2 separate regions of the Hordeum vulgare genome follow, and region 1 is linked to region 2. Evidence: chromatin contacts called from public Hi-C data. All regions are on one chromosome and are shown on one strand. The core of a region is the stretch at or near the end of the contact, and the rest is flanking DNA. Distances in the headings are between cores, read along the strand shown. Region 1 holds the start of LOC123443961 (single-stranded DNA-binding protein, mitochondrial). Region 2 overlaps LOC123443959 (probable isoprenylcysteine alpha-carbonyl methylesterase ICMEL2).

Region 1 (4,601 bases), core at 1,795-4,294, 760 kb before region 2:
AACACATCCTCGTCTCCATCGGTTCCACTTGTGGTTATCTCTATCCTTTACTTTGTGTATGCTTATGTTGTTGACTATATCTTACTTGTCTTAATAACTCTCGTTGTTAGCTTCATTAGGGTTCACCTCATTTTCGTAATATTTGTGAACCCATATGTTGTTTACCTTAACTTGCTAAGATTAATTAAAAAGTGGTCGTTGTCTATTCACCCCCCTCTAGTCAACCATATCGATCCTTTCAGCAGCTAAAGCTCGAAGGGATTGGTGGCTTTGCGGCGACAAAGGCGAGGAAGATGAAGAAGGCGAGCTCTTTCTCTCTGGGCTCACGGAGGAAGAGAGCGTGGATGCGGGGCGAGAAGGGGGGCGAATGGCCTCCTCGGAACCCCCGCATCCCATTTAAACCCCACGAAGCATCGTGGGGAGGGGATCCGGTGCGCACGGGACCCCCACTAGCCCCGTGTATTACGGGCGGTAACGCTTCCCTAAGCCCAACCGTCACGGAGTAAATCTGCAGAGGATCTCTCGCGCGGGGGCCGAGGGGGCGTCGTGGCGGGACCGAGGGCCCAGGCCCGGTCCCGTCACCAGTAATCACCATCATTACATCAGGCGGGGCCTAGCATGTGGCGCTCTTTGGGCGACCTACGACGAAGCCGAGGCGTCACTTCGAAGTCAGCCGGTTTCGAAGCCGGCGCTCCCCGTCACGAATGGCGGCAGAAATACCAAGGCAAATCATCAAGCCGGTGAGGCCTTCCGCCCGCAGGCGGCACGCCTCTCCAGCTTCGGGGACTACTGTCGGGGGGATAACCCCGGGGTAGGCTCATCGAGCCTACTCCTTCATTTCCTGCCCAAAGGATATGAACAAACACAGTTTCCCAAGGCCCAAGTCTTCTGACCGGCTAGGCCGCGCCTACCGGCTGGAGGGCGAGGCAACCATCTCTGTGGCCGGCCAGGCAACCCCTGCCGGCTAGAGTCGAGACGGTTACCTCTTCCTGACCGGCTTGGTTAGTCCAGCCGGCTAGGAACGAGGCGCCCGTGCCCAAGCCGGCTAACCAAGCAGGTTAGCCGGCCGAGGATCACCAGTCACATCAAATCGTAGGTCATGATGAGACCTTAGATTAAAGGTAGCTACGCGTTAGCAAAGGTACTGGATCGGAGCGTCCGGCGGGTATGAGCGTCGGCGGCCACGCCGCTGACCTACCCCGGCTCTGATCCATCACCTAGCATAGTGTCGGACTATCACACTCCCACTCCATTACTGCACTTGGCGTGGGGAACAGTGGAGGCAGTCGTACTACCTACCCATGATGAATCTCGTTGGACGACGCTCGACGTACAGCGCGTGCTCGACGTCAACCTTAAGCGAGAGATCTATGGGCCAGCCGGCGGGTCCCATCGCCAATCGAGACCATGCAGCCGGCGGGGCCCTCAAGCGACAAGACAAGACTCTCATGGGCCCCTGGTCAGCCGGCGAGGCTGCCAGCCGGGTCCCACTCTTGTACCCTTTATCCATATTGTAGGCCGGTGGGTTCGCCTATAAAACCCCCCGGTCGCCCTCCATGCAGGGGGATCCGATCATTCCACAGACGTACAACACTACACACCCACCAACCACATAAAGAGAGGCAGAGACGAGCCGACTGCTCCCCTCTTCCTCCTCCCAACACAGCTCCAGGAGCAACCTTGTAATCCGTTCATACGCATCAAACACTCCGGCAGGACTAGGGGTCTTATCTCTACGAAGAGCCCTGAACTTGGGTACATCGTGCGTCCCATGCTTGTACCAACCTCGTTCCAAGCGTCCTCCTTTGTCCCTTCGGTTCTCACCGACTTTATCCTACCTATGGCATATGTTGTGAGTATTCACTGACACTCGTCCATCTGGAACGTTGTGTGTGTCACTCCAACAACTTGCTGCAACGAGGGGCAAACATGAAAATGCAACACATCTTGTTATATATTGTTTCTTGAATTGGATCAGTAATCCGGGAGGTTCTATACGACGCCTTCAACACTGGTTAGGCGAATCGACGCCTACAACGCTCCTCCTCATGGGCCGGTCTATGTAGAATGTATTGGTCCTTAAAAAATCAAAAATAGTTTATGAAATTTTTAAAAAGTTCAAATTTACGAAAAAGATCAATGATTATAAAAAAACTTCACCAATTTTTAAAATATGTTTATGTATTTTCAAAAAGTTCACAAAATTCGACAAAAAATATTGATTTTTAAAAAAGTTCATTAATTTTTAAAAACAATTCATTGATTCTGAAAAAGTTCACGAATTTTAAATTATGGTAATCGATTTTCGAAAAAGTTCATCGATTTCATTAAAAAAATCAACGATTTTAAAAAAGTTCACCTATTTTAAAAAGAAATCATCGATTTTTAAAAAAATCACTTGCTAAAACACAAATGGGATATCTAAATGGGCGAGCTCATGATAGAGTGCTGCAGGTGCGGGTTAGCAATTTTTGTCGACGCCTGTGACACTAAATAGGGTTTCCCCGGTAATCCTCTTAGCTATACCTGGCCAAACGGGTTGGCCTGGCACGACCCGTCAAAATCGTGCCTGGCACGGCACGGCCCGTTTAATAAACGTGCCTCGGCTGGCCGTGCCGTGCCGACCCACGTGCCCGAGGTTCAGGCCCAAGCACGGCACGGGGGCTATACGAGCCGGCCCCTCAGGCCCGCTGGCCTGTTAGGATTTTAGTATTTTAAGCCGTTATTTGAGCCGATTTCGGCCTGTTCGGCTATTATTTTGATCAATTTTGACATACTCGACTGTTTTTTGGTTGATTTTAATCTATTAGGCTTTTTTATCTTATATATATATATAAATAAAAAGGGTAACCGAGCCGTACCGTGTCGGCCCGCGTGCCCAGCCTCCATGCATGAACCGAGGCGTGCTTCATGCCGGGCCCGAGTACGATTAGCCCGTGCCGGGCCAGACCCATGTTGTGCCAGGCATGCGGGCTGTGGGGCCGCATGGCCCGTTTGGCAAGATCTGCTCCTAGCCAGCGGTCCACCTAAGCCCCAACGCAACCCACCAAAGCTAGGGCTTTGCACAGGGTTTAGCGGCGAACTCCCCCCTCTTCCTCTCGCCGACGCGCATCCATGGCAGCCGCCACCTCCTCCTCCCTCCTTGGCCGCCGCTTCCTCCTCCTCTCCCGCCGCTTCGTCTCTTCTCCTCTCCGCCCCTTATCCACCACATCGCCTCCGTTCTCACACTCCCCCGAGGGATCCGATGCCGAGCCCGACCCCGACCCTGCGCCACCCGCCGATCAGGGTAATCAGTACCGGGACCAGCCGAGGGCTCCCCACACCACCCGCCCCCTCGAGAATGGCCTCGACCACGGCATCTACAAGGTTTTATAGAACCCTTGGTTCTCTTCTCCGCTTGGGCTTGCTTGGCTAGAGCCGAAATGTGATGTGCGCTTTTTGTTTGGTGGATTCGCGAAGGCTATAATGGTTGGAAAGGTGGGGCAAGAGCCTGTGCAGAAGCGGCTGCGGAGTGGGAAGACCGTCGTGCTGTTCTCGCTGGGCACCGGGGGCATCCGCAACAACCGACGCCCGTTGGACAACGAGGAGCCGCACCAGTACGCCGAACGCAGCTCCGTGCAGTGGCACCGCGTATGCATCTACCCGGACAGGCTGGGTAGCCTCGCGCTGAAGCATGTCAAAACCGGGTCAGCGCCTTGCCTCCTCCCAAGCTATGAAATTTTGACATGAATGAGATGTAGCGAGATGTTTGAGCGCTTTGCTCTCAGTTTTGCTAACTCGGATCATGCCGCTCAAACCGCTTGCTTATCAGCTTTGCGAAATACTACCTCTGTACCAAAATGTAAGACGTTTTTTGGTTTTGCATAGGGCATAAAAAACGTCTTACATTTTGTTACGGAGGGAGTATTATGTTCTTAAATCCTATTCGTATGTTCATCCTTCCACCTAGTCCTGAACCTAGATTGCGAAATCTGAGTACTTGATTCTGTTGGTGAATAATTGAGTATGGACCAGTTTACCTTTTATTAGGTTTCAGTGAGTGGGAGTTACAGACTACTGTTATTCAGTTCTGGTGGATTGGTTATCTTAGTTGTAGTTGGAAACTGAATATGAGTCCTGTTGTTTGTAAAATTTAATTTGCATATTGGTCATGTGGCAATATGGTCAGTGTAGTTTGGGTTTTATGCTGCTCCCTTTGTGTTTCTGCTTGCCTTCAGTTATACCTCTAAATGTTCATCAATTGAAACATTTCAGGTCTGTTCTCTATTTGGAAGGAAATCTGGAGACAAAGGTGTTCTCTGATCCTATTACTGGGCTCGTTAGACGCATAAGAGAAATAGCTGTTCGTGGAAATGGTATGCTTATTTATTAGATAGGACATAATCAGCTTCTTTTTTGTTCATACCTCTGTTATTTGTTTTCAGCCTTGTCTTAAAACCACAAGTTTTTATATGTTACAGGACAAATCTTTGCTTTTAAATTTTACTTGGGGGACTTGTTAAATATAGGCTAAAAATGCCACCAGTAGTAATCTTGTTATTTTCCTAAATGTTCGTTTTTACAAACTTCGTTTAAGGGTTGCATATTGAATAACCATTGTT
Region 2 (4,635 bases), core at 40-2,539:
GAAAATGATACTTGACATTAGAAAAGCTTCAGCACACGAACAACACGATCTAGTGCTATGCTTAGGATTGGGTCTTGTCCATCACATCATTCCCCAATGATGTGATCCCGTTATCAATGACATCAAATATTCATGATCAGGAAACCATGATCATCTATTGATCAACGAGCTAGCCAACTAGAGGCTCACTAGGGACACATTGTGATCTATATATTCACACATGTATTACGGTTTCCGGTTAATACAATCATAGCATGAATAATAGAACTGGAAATATAATAATAACAACTTTATTATTGCCTCTAGGGCATATTTCCAACACTACCGGCGTCAACAGCCGCATCCTCCGCCGTAGCAACCACGCACCACAGCCCCTGGGCATCAAGGAACGCTTCCACCTTGATCGCCTAGGGAGTGTAGTTCGATGGCGTCAACGGCGGGACCGGCGGCGACATCGCGCCACCGCCGCCGCCTCCGTACGGAACCAGGGTCATGGCCGCCGGCGATCCCTGCTCAAGGCTCTGATGCCAATTGTTGTTACCGCAGCGTCCCTCCGTGCTCTGTGAAACCTCTCTCTTGTCGGAACAGCCGAAGGAAGAAGAAGTGGAGAGCGCAGAGACACAGTGGGGATTTTTCCTGACGCCAGGGCACACACCCACGCCTCCACTCGCTCGCCCCGCGATCCGCTTGCTCCGCTCGCACCCACGATGCGCACCAACGCGTCTCGGTTCACGCTCGGGCTCAACACATCGCTCGCGATCACCGCGCGGCTCGCCAACAGGCTGGCGACCCACACACCTACGACACGGCCACACACCCGTGCATGCACACACTAACCTACGCACAAGCCAGCCGTGGACTCGCTGCACCCGACGCGCCCTGGTGCGCACCCCAGCCACAGAGTCCGTCATGGCTTATTTGGCCAACAGGTGCTGCTGCAAAACATAGGGGTTGCAGACGCGACGGGGCACACCAGAGCCATGCAACTGAGATGGCCGTAGTCGCCCTCCATCGACCTTGCATGTTGGTGTGGTGGCCGGCGTCGCCTTCTTCTTTTTGCAGCTGCACCCGGTGACGAGGATGCAGGAGTGATGTGGTTGTGTTATCCCCTCTAATTTCAAACATTGATGAAGTTGGACGGAGGATGCATCAAGACGGCGACCGGTGGCAGCCCCTATCGATTTTCTTGCGGCTATGGTGGTCTTCGCCATGGGTTCTCTCCTTTGGTTGTCCGGATAAATGAGATTGGAAGGGGGAAGAAAAGAAGCAATGTGTGGAGGAGGCAGCTTCGTCCTGAGAGATAAAGTTAGGGAAGCGGTGGGCCTTCTCACGCGGACACATGGCGTGTAGAGGAGGGGGTTTACGAGATGCAAAAATCAGTGAGTAGATTTAGAGACTTTTCCAACTTACACACGTTTGACTTTCTTTCAAGGAAATTGGAAAATATATATCTAAATAGTTAGCCTCACAAACATTTTTTCTCAACATATAAGCATATCACCTCATCAATCAACATACAATAAAATTGATTCATCTCAATATATGGTCATGCATAAAAAAGGTTTCATATTAACATGCATACATGCATAAGATATTTAATAAATAACTAGACCTCACTGACCTATTTCTCCCATCAAGTAAGGATGTCACAGAAAGGTTCCCCTCAATATGCTATCATGGGTACAAAAGTTTCACCTAAACATGCAAACATGCATGAGATATTTAATGCTATAAGTAACTATTTAAGAGCAACTCTACTAGACCCCTTATATCTTCCCGATCCGCAAAATAATTGTCATTTTATAATTTTGCGGTGAAAAAGTGTCTCGGACAGACCCCGTAAACGCGGTTGCCGTAGATGCGGCTGACCCTTACAAAATTTTAAATGGCGCAATAAAATTGCCCCTCTGAGTCGAGAATACACAGTTTTCCCCTCGCCCCGACGACGCCATGTATCTCGCGAAAGCGGTTGGCAAGAGCGACATTTTAGCCCGCGCTTGTTCCCCTTCCCATTCCCTAACCACCCAGCACCGTCGTCGCCTGCGATTTCGACCATATCCGTCACCAGAATCACGTTGCCAGACCGCTCCACACCCCGCTCCATCGCGCCGCCTCGTCGCCCCCGGATGCCCGCCGACACAGATCTACGGCGGAGCCGCCGCCGGCCCGCCTCCACCTCGAATTCAAGAGTTTGCGGTCGTCCCCAGCCCACCGGCGGTCAGTCATTTCGTGCCCTTTTCTAGTTCGATGTAGCGGTTGATTTGACGAAGGAAATTCGTTCATGCGAGCTCGGGTGTGCCATTTTGTACATGGATTTGAGCCATTGCGAGGAGTTTTTGCTCGAGAATTCATACTCGTCGGACGACTCGGACATAGAGTCGCTGCTCGAGAGACATCGATGACAAATGATGGTGATGGTGCCCGCCATGAAGAAGCACGAGGATTGGAACCGAAAGAGACAGCCAGGATCAACCGTCGGCCGCCTGTACATCCCTCGCAACCGCCATCTTGAAAACGAGATGCTCATGCAAGACTACTTCACGGAGAATCCAACGTATCTGCCGCACCTCTTTCGGAGAAGGTATCGAATGTGTCGATCCCTCTTCATAAATTTAGTGCAAGCTTGCGAGGCAAATTCGGGTTTTTACTCAAAGAAGAAACGCCACTGGCTTGAAGGGTTTTAGCGCATATCAAAAAATCTCAACAACTATGCGAATGATTGCATATGGCGTTCCGGTTGACTATGCCGACGAATATCTTCGCATTGACGAAGATACTACAATAGAGTTAGTGCATAGATTTGGACCTGTCTATCTTCATACACCCGACGAAGAAGACACAAAAAGTTGATGACAACAAGTGAGAGGAGAGGTTGGCCTGGTATGCTAGGAAGCGTTGATTGAATGCATTGGACTTAGAAAAACTGCCCGAAGACATGGCACGGGCAGTATTGTGACAAGTCTCATGATGCAACAATTATGCTAGAAGCCGTAGCATTCAAGGATTTATGGATGTTCTTTTTTGTATGCCGGATACTCTCAATAATATCAATGTGTCGCAATTGTTTTATTTATTTGCTAGACTTGCTAGTGGTGATGCTCATGCTTACAACTACATGGTCAATGAGCATGAGTGCATCAAGGAATACTATCTTGCAGATGGTATTTATCTTTTTGGTGTATATTTATTAAGAGTATAAAAAACCAAGTACTAGGAAGCATGTTGAATTTGCAAAAGTACAAAAGGTTGCTTGAAAAGATATTTAAAAAGCTTTTGAGGTTTTGCAATCAAGATTTACTGTTTTGCGGTCCTGCTCATTTTTGGGACAAACGAACCCTGAAGAACATCATGAATTGCTACGTGATTCTTCACAACATTATCCTTAAAGATGAGAGGGACATGAACTTGAAATTCTTCCGATAATGTTGATAGCTGTGTGAAACCAGCTAGAGACCTTGACTGCATATAAACATTTTTTTAGACATACTGACAAATTAAGGACACAAATACCCACTATCAACTTCAGGAGGATCTCATTGAACAACTTGATAAATGCATAAACAGTAATTTCTGTCATTTTTCCATTCATTTCATTTAATTCATGTGTGATTTGCATCATTATTGTATTCAGAACAATTTTTTATTTAATTATTAAATTATTTCAGTGATTTGAATAATTATTCTAATCTAAATGATTGTTGTATTATGATTTAGATATTCAATCTTATGTTTAATATATCATATTTGAGTCAAATCCAGCCAATACCACATTTTTAGGGCCGCATCACGGAGTTGTAAAACAAAATATTCAGTTCTACGACGTTCTGTTGCGGCCCTCGCCAGCCCGTAAAAATCATTTTTTGCAACCTGTAAATGTGGAATATGGGTCTTGATATCATAGGTCTGCTAGAGTTGCTTTAACAACTATATACAATAGTCAAACACAATAATACATACATATTTTAACTATTAGCTGTCATATTGTTCTCTGAATATTCATATTCAATACAATCGAATATCATCAAAATACATTGTACTCCCTCCGTTCCTAAATAATTGTAATTGAGGAGCACTAGAGTCGTCCTCCTCCAATACAATTATTTAGGAACAGAGGAAGTAAAATATTCCGCAACAACTTGCAGGGTATTATCTAGCACAATCAACTACGAATCAGAGTCCCCCCAAAAAAACTGCGAAACAGAGTACAAGGTACTCACTAATTCAACATCCTAACATAACCCCTCATGTCCTCATACCTTCTCAGGGACACATGCAACTAAATTGTTATAAATCCCATAGAATCAGCAAAAGTAAAAAAAAGACGCCATGGCAGCTTGCCAAACGCAACACAAGCTATATGCCGAGTCCCCTAGGTCGGAGGGGGAGATCATCCACACATTAACAGAAACCAGGCAGCAAACCTTCTTGTAGATTTTATCCTTCGGAACCTTCTTGGTGCCATTGTGCGTTAATGACTCAGGGAATAATATACCTAACATTTCGAATGGCAAACTTCACGTCCGGTATGTTGCACCTCCTACCAGACTACAAGGCATCCAATTCTGTAAGAAAGCATCCAGCTGCACCGTGCCGTCAATCACTTGCTACAATAATTCAGGACGCCTTTATTCTTGC

Evidence for each region. A called contact is a pair of places that touch in the nucleus more often than the background predicts.
Region 1: a contact with region 2 is called in a Hi-C map of seedling, with 5 times the contacts expected there. The contact joins the promoter of LOC123443961 here to the enhancer-like site in region 2. A contact is called at or near these places in 2 of 6 Hi-C or Micro-C datasets (leaf and seedling).

Annotation. Positions count from the first base shown.
Region 1 is chr3H:392,668,734-392,673,334 of MorexV3_pseudomolecules_assembly, reverse strand. It overlaps LOC123443961 (single-stranded DNA-binding protein, mitochondrial), which reads left to right and starts at 3,044. Exons shown (of 4, transcript XM_045120540.1): 1 at 3,044-3,366; 2 at 3,460-3,686; 3 at 4,255-4,355. The coding sequence starts at 3,115.
Region 2 is chr3H:391,906,930-391,911,564 of MorexV3_pseudomolecules_assembly, reverse strand. The region is part of intron 11 of LOC123443959 (probable isoprenylcysteine alpha-carbonyl methylesterase ICMEL2); the gene reads right to left. Among protein-coding and RNA genes, the nearest start is that of LOC123443960, 3.1 kb to the right of the region's middle. Within about 2 kb of position 1,289, at least 2 of the 3 cell types and tissues checked have open chromatin away from gene starts, as enhancers often do. A contact at or near this core is called in leaf and seedling, where this site is marked.